Regions from separate parts of the Sus scrofa genome. Here all the other regions are linked to region 1. A link is a contact called in public Hi-C data. All regions are on one chromosome and are shown on one strand. Each heading gives the region's core, a stretch centred on a gene start, on an enhancer-like site or on the middle of the called end of the contact. The rest is flanking DNA. Distances are from core to core; before and after follow the strand shown. Region 1 holds the start of KIRREL (kin of IRRE-like protein 1). Region 2 overlaps KIRREL (kin of IRRE-like protein 1). Region 3 overlaps KIRREL (kin of IRRE-like protein 1).

Region 1 (3,919 bases), core at 966-3,465:
AGGCCAAGGGGAAGGAAAAGCTTGGATAACCTTGTCCCTCCTCACACAGAGAATCACCATCCAACCTGAATAGCAGAAGCTGGACAGTGTGCAAAAAATACTCACTATGCTAAGAATATTCTCTTCCATTTCTCTGGACTTTTTCTTCTAAACATTTTCCTAAATCATATCCCCACGGGCCTCCTTCTGCACCTTTGTGCAGAATGAACAGGGACAAGGCTGTCTCACTGATACTCTAAGAACACCCCTCCCTCAGGACACTTGTAGGGTACCTGCTACATGCTCCCCTCAGATGCCTGAACACCTGCATCTCTCAATCCCTTCAGGCCTCTGCTAAAATGTTACTTTAGCAGAACAGTTTTCCCTGACTACCTGTAAGAGTATTAGTTTCTCCCACTCTTTCATTCCCTACTCACTGCATCCTGCTTTGTTGGTCTCTCATGGCATTTACTACAACCTGGTGTATTTTATATTTTTCTGCTGCCTCTTCCTGCTCTCCAGAATGGAACACTCTGAGGAAAGGATTTTGTTTAAATAGTAAAAAAAAAAAAAAAAAAAAAAAAAAAGAAAAGGAAAAAGAAAAGGAAAAGGAAAAAAGGGGAAAAAATCTATTTTCACTGTTATATCTTCGAGGCCTAGAATTGTGATTGAACATGAGCAGACACTGAAGAAATATCTGCGGAATTCATGATTAATGGATGAGTAAATGGAAAACCCTTATGTATCTGCACGTTGGTGTGTGGCTGTTTGTAGGAATTTGTGATTATATTCCCATTTCTCTGGGTTAGGAATGCTCTTTGTTTTTAAACCGTCTGTTAGCCTGTACATATGTGGTTTTGAATATATGGAGGACTCTCTGGGTCTGTGCATAGTGTGTTTCTGAATATGAGTTTTTGTGTTTTTCTGTCTGTGTTTCTGTGTCCTCTACATGTGGATGTGCTTGGACCATTCAGGCTGGCGTCAGAATCTGTGGAAGGTGTTGTAACAGCATATAACCAGCAGGGGGCACCAGAGAGCCATGCGCCTTTGCTCCGGGGCTGAAATCCAGAAATCTTGGCGGGTAGAGTTAGGGACCCAGGAATCTGGGAGGAAAGAAGAGGAGACCTCTCCAGACCAATACAATACTGTAAAGTTGTGCAATTCCTGTACAATTTCTGTTATTTCTCCTCAGCTCACTCCCTAGGACCCAGCGGTCAAGCATCCCCAACCCTGTGAGATGCAGAATCAAGGAGTTTGGGAGAGAGGTTGTGTGTTAAGCTGAGCCCTTTAAGAAAGAGGAAACCCTTCCTGAAAGCCCTCATCCCTCTCACTAGGACTTCTCTCCCTTCCCTGTAGCCAGCTCTCTCCACCCCAAAGGATCTCCAACTCTATGCTTGGAGATCTTCGTGTGGCTGCCCTCTCCTTGGCCTCTGAAGCCTTCCAGTTGGCTCCTTTCTCCTCTGGATGGGTAGGTGCCCAAGATAAACAAAGGCAGGAGTCCACTGTGCCTCTCCCCAGTCAGCTGAGGACTCCAACCCAGTCTGGTCCCACTGTGTGCTCGGCGAGGCCCCGAGGCAGGGGCTCTGGGCAGGTCCAAGAATTCTAGGATTCTCCAGCTTTGGGGTTTGGAGGTGGGAAGAAGTGTGTATCCCTCTCCACCCCTAACCTTCATGAGTCTTTTGAGAATTCCCAATTTGGGGGATCTAGGGGTTAGATTCTGGGTGTGGAATTGACAAATAAAAAAAAGATTTGATGCTTTTCGATTCCATGAACCAGCGCCTGCCCACCCCCTCCTCTCCCATACACGCTTACACACACCCAAACACACACAAACACTCACACACCCTTCCCATCACAGTCATTCCCTGGGCTAAAGGCTCGTCCTCAGCCCATGCCCCGCCTCCCCAATCTGATGCCTAGCTCCGTAGCCCGGGACTAAGGTTGTGTATATAAATGGGGGGGAGGTGCGGGTGGGCAGGGATCCGGCCGTCCCAGCGCCCGCGACTGTCACGTTCATTACCCCTTTTGCCCTCCACCGCTTTCTCTTTTGGTCTCTGTCCATCTCAGTTCCAGCGAGGGGTGTGAGTGAGTGTGTGTGTGTGTGTGTGTACGCGCGCGCGCACGGTGGGGGGAGCGGGGGGGGAGGGCTGTGGAGGGAGGCGCCGTCGGAGGGAGAGTAGACGTCAGGAGGAGGGACAGAGGAGGGAGAGAGGGAAGGAAGAGAAGGGGAGAGAAAGGGAGAGCAGAGACCGAAAGAGACCCCGAGAGATAAAGCTAGAGGCGAGAAATAATAAAGGGGAGAGGGGAAGGACAGAGGGGGGCGGAGAGAGAGAAGAGGGAGAGAGAGGTGGGGAGACGGAGAGGGACGGGACCGGGAGGAAAGAGAGATAAAGAGAAGCGGAGGGAAGGGAAGTGAGTTTGTGCGCGCGAGTGAGTGTGCGTGTGAGTGTGTAGGGGCGGGCGCGGGCGGTGGGGGGCGGGCTCCCGGGCTCCCCTCCTCCGCAGCCCGCTCCTCTCGCTCCCTCGCCAACTCCGGGCCCCAGCCGCGGGCGGGCGCACGGCGGGCGGACAGCATGCTGAGCCTCCTCGTCTGGATCCTCACTCTCTCCGATACTTTCTCCCAAGGTAAGGGCCCCCCGCCCGCGGCTGCCCTCGGCTCCCACCCCCACCCCCCCGGCCGGGCTCTGCGCCCCCGCCGTGGGGAGCACTGGGGGGGGGGCGGCCCGCGGCAGGTCCCGGCGGTCGGAGACGCCACGAGGCGGGGGCTGGGGCCCAGCGCGGAGTCCCGGGGGAGGGGGCGCGGAGTAACGGGGCCCGGCGCGGAGGAGTTTTCCGTTGATTTGCCCAAGTTGTTTCCTCTGGCTGCGCGGGAGAACGGAGAATCGGGGCCGCGGGGGCCGGGGGTCGGAGTGGAAAAGGGATCCGGAGGCTCCAAGTCTTTTCCGGAGCCTCTGGCAGCCCTGCCTGCCTCCACCCTCTGAGGCCAGGAGTCCGGACGCCTGGGTCCTGGCCGGGGGAAGGCTGCGGAGAGGGTGGGATTTCAGATGCTGGGAGGTGGGAGGTGCGCGGTGCGCGGTGCGCGGAAAGCCGAGGACCCCCTGCTCCGGAAGATGGAGCTGAGGGAATCCCTGTCCTCCATCCAGCCGAACCCCTGGGGCGGGGTGGGGGTGGGGGTTCTGAGCCTGAGCCGCGGCTCCTGACTGCCTGGGGCTGCCCCCTCCAGGGGAAGGGAGGGTTGCCTCCGGGCCTCTGGTGGGGATTTGAACCCCTGCCCGCGGAGGCTCCGGCTCGGGAGCGGAGTTCCAAAGGCAGCTTCAGGCCCGCGCGATATGGAAAGGGGCACCTGCAGGGGAACTAACACCCCACTTGGGGTCAGGAAAGTGGGGATGGCCGGGGCTCTTTTTGGGACTGGCAGGGGAGAGGCTGGGAGGTGGAGGGGGATGAGAATGTTAGTGTGTCCTGAGGCTGGGCTGGAGGGGACGCGTGCGGCCGCCAGGGGAACTGAAGAAATCCAGGGCCCAGACTCCAGCCAAGACTGGGGTCTGTGGGAGTGGATTTTTGTCTCCTGGGGCTGACTCTAAGGAAGATTTAATCCTGCTGAGCTAGCTCCCCCTTCTCCCTCCCCGCCCCGCAAATGGAGCTGACACACAGAAATTGACACACAAACACCCAAAACCAGTCATAGACACTGAGACAGACTATTCACCTATGGAGACAGACATACCCGCGAGCATCCCCCACACGGAGACAGACACATATACACAAAGACACTGACACATCTGAGGAAGACAGGTTCCTCCCCCTTATCGGCACATGCGTGCACATTCATGCACCCAAACACATCAAAACTCACAGACACAGTACATGTATGCAGGCAGGCATTTACAAGGACACCACACACACACACACACACACACACACTGAAACCCAGCTACAGATA
Region 2 (3,919 bases), core at 880-3,379, 56 kb after region 1:
AGGCTGACAGCTGTATCTCCTATTGGACCCCCAGCCTGGGAACTTCCATGTGCCTCGGATGTGGCCCTAAAAAAGAAAAGAAAAAGTGTTTTGGTTTTTTTTTTTTTGTCTTTTTGCCTTTTCTAGGGCTGCTTCCACAGCATATGGAGAGTCCCAGGCTAGGGGTCAAATCGGAGCTGTAGCTGCCGGCCACAGCCACAGCCACAGCCACAGCAACTCGGGATCCAAGCCATGTCTGCAACCTACACCACAGCTCACGGCAATGCCAGATCCTTAACCCACTGAGCAAGGCCAGGGACCGAACCCACAACCTCATGGGTCCTAGTCGGATTCGTTAACCACTGCGCCATGACGGGAACTCCAAGAAAAAGTATTATTGAGTTGGAATTGACAATTGATTTGAGGTGAGATGGAGGGGGAGGAAGGGGTCCAGGTCCTCCAGGGAAGAGCCCCTCAAGGAGGTACTGGTGGAGGCTCCGATACAAGGGACAGGAATGGTAGTAGAGTCCCTGGTGGGAGCGGTGGGCTCTGAGCATCTGAGGAGTCGGGCCTTGGGCAGGGCTGGCACTGGGCTCTTCCTTTTGCTTGTTGACACTCAGGTCTCTTCATTGTGGAGCTTAACCACCAGGGAGAGAATGGTTTCTCTCCACCTCCCTCTCCTGTCTCTTCAGATCCCTTGCGTTAATTCCCTCCCAGAAGAACCAGAGTCCACCCTCAGCCCCATTACCCACTACCGTGTGCAGGACAGTGGCCGAGTCCACCTCTCATCTGTGCCGGGAGATAATGGGGAAGCACTTTTGTGTGTTTTGTATGGTGTTAGAAGTTGAGCTGTCATCGTGGGCAGCAACTTGGTTGGAGAAGAGGGAGGGAGTGTGTTTGGAGAGCTGGAGATGGGGCAGTTAAGCAGTTGGTCAGGTTCAGAGTTTCTTTCTGGGAAGGAGGTAAGAGCAGAGTTCAAGGGCTTTCACAGATGATCAGAGAATTTGCTGCACTGCCCTGCACTCCTAAGCTCAGGATGTCAATGGGGAGGCATGAGATGAGGGCCAAGAAGGGGAATAAAGCCCTTCGGAAACCAGAGACCCAGAGGCAGGCCCAGGGCTGCGATCACTGCCCTGCAATCCTAAGCTCAGATTTGTGGTGGTATGGCCCTTGCCCAAGGGAGTGCGTGTGTGTGTGCATGTGTGTGTGTGTGTGTGTGTGTGAGTGTGTGAATGTGCGAATTGATAACTAAGCGAGGTTTCCAGGTGAGCATGCAGGTAAGAGGGACCCAGCCTGGATGTCCAGGGCATGGGGTGTGTGACCTTTGCACCCTCCAACCACTTTGTGTTTCATTGGGAGGCAGCTAGGCTCTTCAGAAGGGGTTATTTTGTTTGTTTTTTTGCTGCACCTGCAGCATGCAGACTTTCCCAAGAATCAGACCCAAGCCACAGCACTGACAACACCAGATCCTTAACCACTAGGCCACCAGGGAACTCCCAGAAGGGTTCTTTGACACTGGCCAGAAGCATTTGCAGCCTTGGTTATGCCATTGCCTCAGTTGCCACGAGTGTAATATGGGAGGCTCGTCCCTTCCTCTTGGGGCTGTTGAGATGAGGTGGAACTAGGAATGAAAGTGCTTAATAATCTGCAAGGCTGTAACCATAGCCAGTGTTTGTAGAGTTCTTAGTAAATGCCAGGTGCTCTTCTGTGCTCGCTGCCTCCTGAAACCTTCCCAACAACTCCAGGCGGGAGCGGGCACTCTCCCCAGTTGTGTAACTGAGAACACGAATGCAGACGGGTTGTGCAGCCAGCCACATAGGCTGGCTCTGGCCTGTGCCCCTCACCACCAGCTGCCCTATCTCTTTGTGGTATATTATTGCATGTCCTGTAAAGGATTGTTACTCCTGATGGGGGCCCTCCAACATGGACTGTGAGGGTGTGGATGGTGGGGAGACTGGGAGAAGCTGTGTGCAAAGCGGGCCTTGAGATCCGCCCTGGGGAAAGCGTGTATGGGGAAAACCCCAAAAACAAAAATGGTGACACTCGTGCAGGGTATCCTGGTGACCAGCTGGCATCTCACCTCCCCTCTTACAGCGGACTCCAGGCCACCCCTCCCCGCTCCCTGCTCCTGTTTACCTCTGCCCTTTGCTGGCCCCTCTGCATTCCTCCCTTCCCCCAACCTGTGGCCTCCACCCCAGCCCGGGATCAGATATGGCCTTTGTCTTTCTGCCTGGCTGCTCCCTTTCAGGGCACAAAGGCCTCTGTGTCTGGGAACACTGACAGTTCTGGGGAGCCCGAAGGGTAGCTTTAGGAAGTCAGACGGGGCTCCCCAAGTAAACCCCTTCCCTCTCCACCCATGACCACGTCTCCTCATCCTCTTCCCCTAGCCTGGGGACCCTGTTACAGGGGCTGTGGAGGAGGCTTCTGCTTTCCTGCGTCCCTGCTTATGGAGAGAGGAGGAAACAGAGCAGAAAATGTGCCTTCCGGAGAGGCACTGAGAAGGTTGGGGCCCGGCGCTGAGAGCCATAGTCTGGAGGTGAAGCCTCTCCCCCTGTGCTAGTGCCCTCCCCTCCCTGCCCTGCGCTGCCCCCCAAGACAAGCTCTGGGGGCTCCTAGGGGACTGGGGCTTCTGGAAGCCCTTGCCTGTTGACCAGGGGCTGCTCCTGCAAGGACACCAGGTACCTCCTAGGGGAGGGAAGGTGCCAATGACGAACTAGCTTCGGTGAGTGGAGAGCCACGGTGTGGATGCTCAAAGGCCTAAGGCAGCTTCCTGTCCCTCTGCCATCTCGACAGCTACTAATAGCTCCCATTGCCAAGGCATGTAGTCGCCTTAGCACGTCACATACTTCAGTTCCCCTAATCTTTGTGGTCCTATTTGGTAGATAAAAGAAACTGAGGCTCAGAGGGGTTACTTCACTTGTCCATGGTTGCTTTACCCTGGAGGCAATGCAGCGCTGAGTTTAGGCTCATGCTCTTGGATGCCAAAAAGAGCCAGCGTTTAATCCTATTTTTCCATCCCAGCATAGCAAATCCCTAGCTTTGTGCCGTTCAGCAAATTACTTAATTTCTTTAAGATACTAATGTGTCTTTGAGTTCCATTGTGGCGCAGCAGAAGCGAATCCGACTAGGAACCATAAGGTTGTGGGTTCGATCCCTGGCCTCGCTCCGTGGATTAAGGAACCAGCGTTGCCGTGAGCTGCGGGGTAGGTCACAGACCTGGCAAATAATATGTCATATTGGTAGGTGTTGAAGATTCAGGGAGATCATCCATGCAAAACGACAAGCTTGATGTCTTGAGTATTCATTCATTTAGCAGATGTGAACAGGGTGCCAGTTTGATGCCAGGGACTGTGCTACATGCTCAGTTTATAAAAGTGAGCAAAGAGGCCATGGACCCTGCCTTAAGTACCAGGTACTTTTTCTAAGTGTCAAGGATACAGCAGTGAACAAAGCAGGGGGTGGATATTCCTATCCTCTTGGACCTTATAAGCTTCATGTCAGGGAGAAAGATACTAAAGTAGTCTGTATGTTATATGGTAAGTTGGATATTAAGGGACAATAAAGCGACAAAGGGAATTCAGAGTGTGCTGGGGCTGTGATTAGGGAAACACTTACCATTTAGGTGATAATTGAGAGGACCAAAGCGGATAGGGGAGCAGACCTATTCAGGAGGGAAAGCATTCCAGGCCACCCATACTTTTGACCAACTGGCTACAAATTCAAGGGTTCCCACAGCTCCTGCAGATTCAGTAATCTGATGGAATTTACAGAATTCAGGAAAGTGCCATACTTAGTCACGGTTTTATTTTTAAAGCATACAGGGAGTTCCTCTTCTTGCTCAGCGGGTTAAGAACCTGACTATGATCCATGAGGGATGCGGGTTCAATCCCTGGCCTCACTCAGTGGGTTAAGGATCTGGTGTTACCACAAGCTGCGGTGT
Region 3 (3,919 bases), core at 461-2,960, 37 kb after region 1:
CGAGTGTTCCCCCCATGGCTTTGCAGGATCCACCCTGACCCCAGAATTAAAGGCAGCTCACCACCAGCTCCATTTTTAGGAGAGAGGGTGGTGTGGCAAAACCAAGATAGTAATTGTTCAAAGGTTGGAAGTGCTTGCCCTCAGCTGAGGGAACTACACCAAAAAAAGAGGTCCTCCCAGCAGTTGTGGGCAGCCCAGGTGTGGCTGGCAGACACCCTCTTACCAAGGCGGCCCAGGGTAACTCCTCCAGAAAGCATGTCCCTTTGTAACTGCTTCCTCCATGTGGAGGAGGCATCACTGCATTTCCCCTCCTTGACCTTGACTCCACAAGCTATTATCCCCCGTCACTGAGTTTCATATTTGTTTTCTGTCTTTTTTAGGGCTGCACCTGTAGCATATGGAGGTTCCCAGGCTTGGGGTCTAATCAGAGCTGCAGCTGCCAGCCTACACCACAGCCACAGCAATGCCAGATCCTTAACCCACTGAGCGAGGCCAGGGATCGAACCTGTGTCCTCATGGATACCAGTCAGGTTCATTACCGCTGAGCCATAATGGAAACTCCTGGGTTTCATACTTGGAACTAACTGGTGGATTCTGAATGCAGCGGGGTGCTCAGGATGAGAAGCGTCACAAGCGTCTTCCCCCAAGTGGACCCCCATCCTCTCCTCCCACCAGGCAAAGGACAGACGGATACAAATTCCTCAAAACAGACATTTCTTTCAGTGTGGTGGAGGCACCAGGTGGGAAAGGGGGAGATAGGAAGCCCTGAAATGAAGGGAACACAGTGAGAAAAGGGAAGGAGAGAAATAGGAGAAGTGGACCAAGAAAGGGAGCTAGAAAATAAAGAAAGCAGAAGAAAGAAATGGAGCCAAAGAACCAGAGGAGCAAGGAAATAGGATTCTGAGGCTGAAGATGCTGCAGGGAGGGCAGGAGGCCCAGAGAGAGGTCTGAGTCTGAAAACTGTGGCGGGGGGTGGGAATCTAGAAAAGATAATGGGGAGTTCCCATTGTCGCTCAGCGGTAATGAACCTGACTAGGATCCATGAGGAGGCGGGTTCAATCCTTGGCCTTGCTTGGTGGGTTAAGGATCTGGCGTTGCCATGAGTTGTGGTGTAGGTCGCAGACGGGGCTCAGATCTGGCGTGGCTGCGGCTGGGGCTCCCATTCAACCCCAGCCTGGGAGCTTCCATATGCGATGGATGTGGCCCTAAAAAGCAAAAGAAAAGAAAAGATAAGAAAAGGTCATCTTGGGAGACAACAGGAAGGAAAGGCCAGAGAAAAGCAAAATAGCCAGAGAAAGAAGGGGAGAAAGAGTGAGACGAGGACAGAAAGATGCAGCCAAGAGTGATACAGAAAAGAGAAAGGAGAACCAGGGGATGAGGAGTGGAGGCCAGAGCGGGAGAGGACGGGAGAGGGAAAGGGAGCGAAGGAGATAGAGAGGAGAGGGCAGGCGAAAACAGGCAGAAATCGGGGAGGGAGCGGCAGCAGAGGCATGCATGGCTGGTTTAATGAGCCACGCAGCTTCTCCCACTCCCCAGGAGAAACGCACTAATTATGCCTCCATCCTCCCAACAGGAGGAGGTCAGGAGGGCTGAAGAAATGCCCTCGGCTTGGCCAAATGGCAGGGGAGTGTGGGGTGGGGGCAGGTAGGAGTGCTGAGCCTGCAGGATGGCAGATGAGGCCCTTGCCCCAGTTGACCAGGCCTCCCCCAGACTGGGCACACTGCCAGCCCCTGGTGAGGTGGTGGGAGGAGGTGCATCCATTGCTCTTGGCCCTGTGGCACTGCTGTCCTCTTGGGGACATCCTGAGAAAGCTCAAGACCTCAGGAGAAGTGGGGGGGAAGGAGAGGAGGGAGCTGCAGGCAGGGGTTTCTTCTCCCAGGCCCTCCATGGGGCATTTTGCACTGCCCAGTATTACTGCCTGGTACTGATGCTTCACCTTGAAGCTCAAAGGCACAGAAGGTCAGCTAGAGGTGGGTGAAACTCTAGCCTCATGTGGCTCCAACATCCCCCTTGCTCCTGTCCCGCTGGGTATCATAGGAGCTGGGTTTCATACATACTAACCCCCGGACTTGCGTATCTGTGCTCATGCTAACCATGCACCCACTAGGGCCATGGAGGACAGAGGGGAAGGGGGAGACCACCACTGTCCCCTGAGTGGCTTATAACCTAATGGGGATGTGGGAGCAACAGGGGATGGTATACTTAGGGAAATCCAAGGGAGTAAGGCCCTGTATGGAAAAGTGGACAGGAGTTCCCATCTTGGCACAGCGGAAACAAATCCGACTAGGAACCATGAGGTTGCAGGTTCGATCCCTGGCCGAGCTCAGTAGGTTAAGGATCCGACGTTGCCGTGAGCTATGGTGTAGGTCACAGACGCACCTTGGATCTGGAGTTGCTGTGGCTCTGGCATAAGCCAGTGGCTACAGCTCCAATTGGACCTGGGAACCTCCGATGGTGCGGCCCTGAAAAGATAAAAGACAAAAAAAAGGAAAAGAAAAGAAAAGAAAAGTGGACAGAGCATAGATGTTAAAGTCAGACACACTTGGTTATCATCCCAGCTATACAGCTTATTATTAAGTCCTGAGCAAATTTCCAGGCATCTGTTTCCATGTGCGTTAACCATGGGGCAGCCAGGCACCTTTCTAAATGATATTACTGCATTTATGCATTATGCATTCATAATCTTCGGTGGTCCTATGAGATGGGTATTTTGTCATCCCCATTTTACAGAAGAAGAATCTGAGGCACAGAGAAGTTAAGTAACTTGTCTGAAGTTTCATGGCTCAGACGTGACAAGCATAGCTGGGGGTACAGCAGACAGCCTGGTCTGGGAATCCTGCTGCTAACTAACTATCCAGCTCTAAGGCCTTTCTGTGAAATAGAGATAATGTAACTGAACACAAAGCTGTGGAGAGGCTAGATCAGGAGCAAGCATTTGGCACACAGTAGGTCCTCAGTACCTTTGTGTCTACTGCAAGGCAGTAGAAGGGGAGTCGCTTTGTAACATCACCAGGAAGCTCAGAGGGGGGACAGATCAGTTCTTTCTTAAATTAGTTATTTTTGCTTTTGGGGGCCACACCCGCAGCATATGGAAGTTCCCAGGCCAGGGGTCGAATCAGAGCTGCCACTGCTGGGCTATGCCACAGCCACAGCAAGGCGGGACCCAAGCCATGTCTGCAACCTACACCACAGCTCACGGCCACGCTGGATCCTTACCCACTGAGCAAGGCCAAGGATCGAACCCGCAACCTCATGGATCCTAGTTGGGTTAACCGCTGAGCCACGAAGGGAACTCCCTTTAGTTTACTTTTTATCTTGTTATTTCTTATTTTTATTTTTTGGCTGTTCCCCCACCCAAGGCGTGTGGAAGTTTGGGGGCCAGGGATTGAACCCGTGCCGTAGCATCAATCTGTGTGCTGCTGCAGTGACCACACAGGATCCTTAACCTGCTGGACCAGATCACTTATGAGGGTGCCCTGGGAGAACTTGACTGGCTGGGAAAAGTCATAAGAGTTCAGTTTTAGGGAAAGGGCAGGGGCAGCCCCAAGGAAGGAAGGATAATCCAGAGACCACTTCAAAAAGAACCAACACCCCTGCCTCCCTCTCCAGCCCCCTGCCAGTGTCTCCTCACTCCCTACACATTTCCTCCCCCACCATCCCACCCTCAACCACTGCCAAGTCCCTAACAGAAGGCCAGCTCACTCTTGCCTCCAGGCTTGGAACATGCCACTGTCAGTCCCTGGAGTGGCCTCTCACTCCACTGCCTACCCTTGACCTTCACCTTGCAAAACCAGCTGCAGAGCTCCGGAGGGAACTGTGGCTTGATTTGCTTTTGCCGCTCAGGATCTCCTGGCACCTGGGCCCTCACAACTGCTGCACGGTCATCTGCACTAGTTGCTGGAACAATTCCTCCCTAAAT

The links. Hi-C and Micro-C count contacts between places; a contact is called where the count stands out from the background.
Region 2: a Hi-C map of epiblast stem cells shows a contact between it and region 1, with 2.0 times the contacts expected there. The contact joins the enhancer-like site here to the promoter of KIRREL in region 1. A contact is called at or near these places in 12 of 47 Hi-C or Micro-C datasets (embryonic fibroblasts, epiblast stem cells, fetal skeletal muscle and 7 more).
Region 3: a Hi-C map of retroperitoneal adipose tissue shows a contact between it and region 1, with 1.8 times the contacts expected there. The contact joins the enhancer-like site here to the promoter of KIRREL in region 1. A contact is called at or near these places in 17 of 47 Hi-C or Micro-C datasets (alveolar macrophages, brain, embryonic fibroblasts and 11 more) and 1 of 2 datasets of contacts at active chromatin or transcription factors (skeletal muscle).

What each region holds. Positions count from the first base shown.
Region 1 is chr4:92,289,183-92,293,101 of Sscrofa11.1, reverse strand. KIRREL (kin of IRRE-like protein 1) reads left to right here and starts at 2,215. Exons shown (of 15, transcript XM_013996914.2): 1 at 2,215-2,604. The coding sequence starts at 2,553. It overlaps LOC106510123 (a long non-coding RNA gene), which reads left to right. Exons shown (of 5, transcript XR_002343388.1): 5 at 954-1,782.
Region 2 is chr4:92,233,486-92,237,404 of Sscrofa11.1, reverse strand. The region is part of intron 1 of KIRREL (kin of IRRE-like protein 1); the gene reads left to right. Among named protein-coding and RNA genes, the nearest start is that of KIRREL, 55 kb to the left of the region's middle. Within about 2 kb of position 2,129, at least 7 of the 83 cell types and tissues checked have an H3K27ac peak or open chromatin away from gene starts, as enhancers often do. A contact at or near this core is called in epiblast stem cells, where this site is marked.
Region 3 is chr4:92,251,717-92,255,635 of Sscrofa11.1, reverse strand. The region is part of intron 1 of KIRREL (kin of IRRE-like protein 1); the gene reads left to right. Among named protein-coding and RNA genes, the nearest start is that of KIRREL, 37 kb to the left of the region's middle. Within about 2 kb of position 1,710, at least 8 of the 83 cell types and tissues checked have an H3K27ac peak or open chromatin away from gene starts, as enhancers often do. A contact at or near this core is called in omental adipose tissue and retroperitoneal adipose tissue, where this site is marked.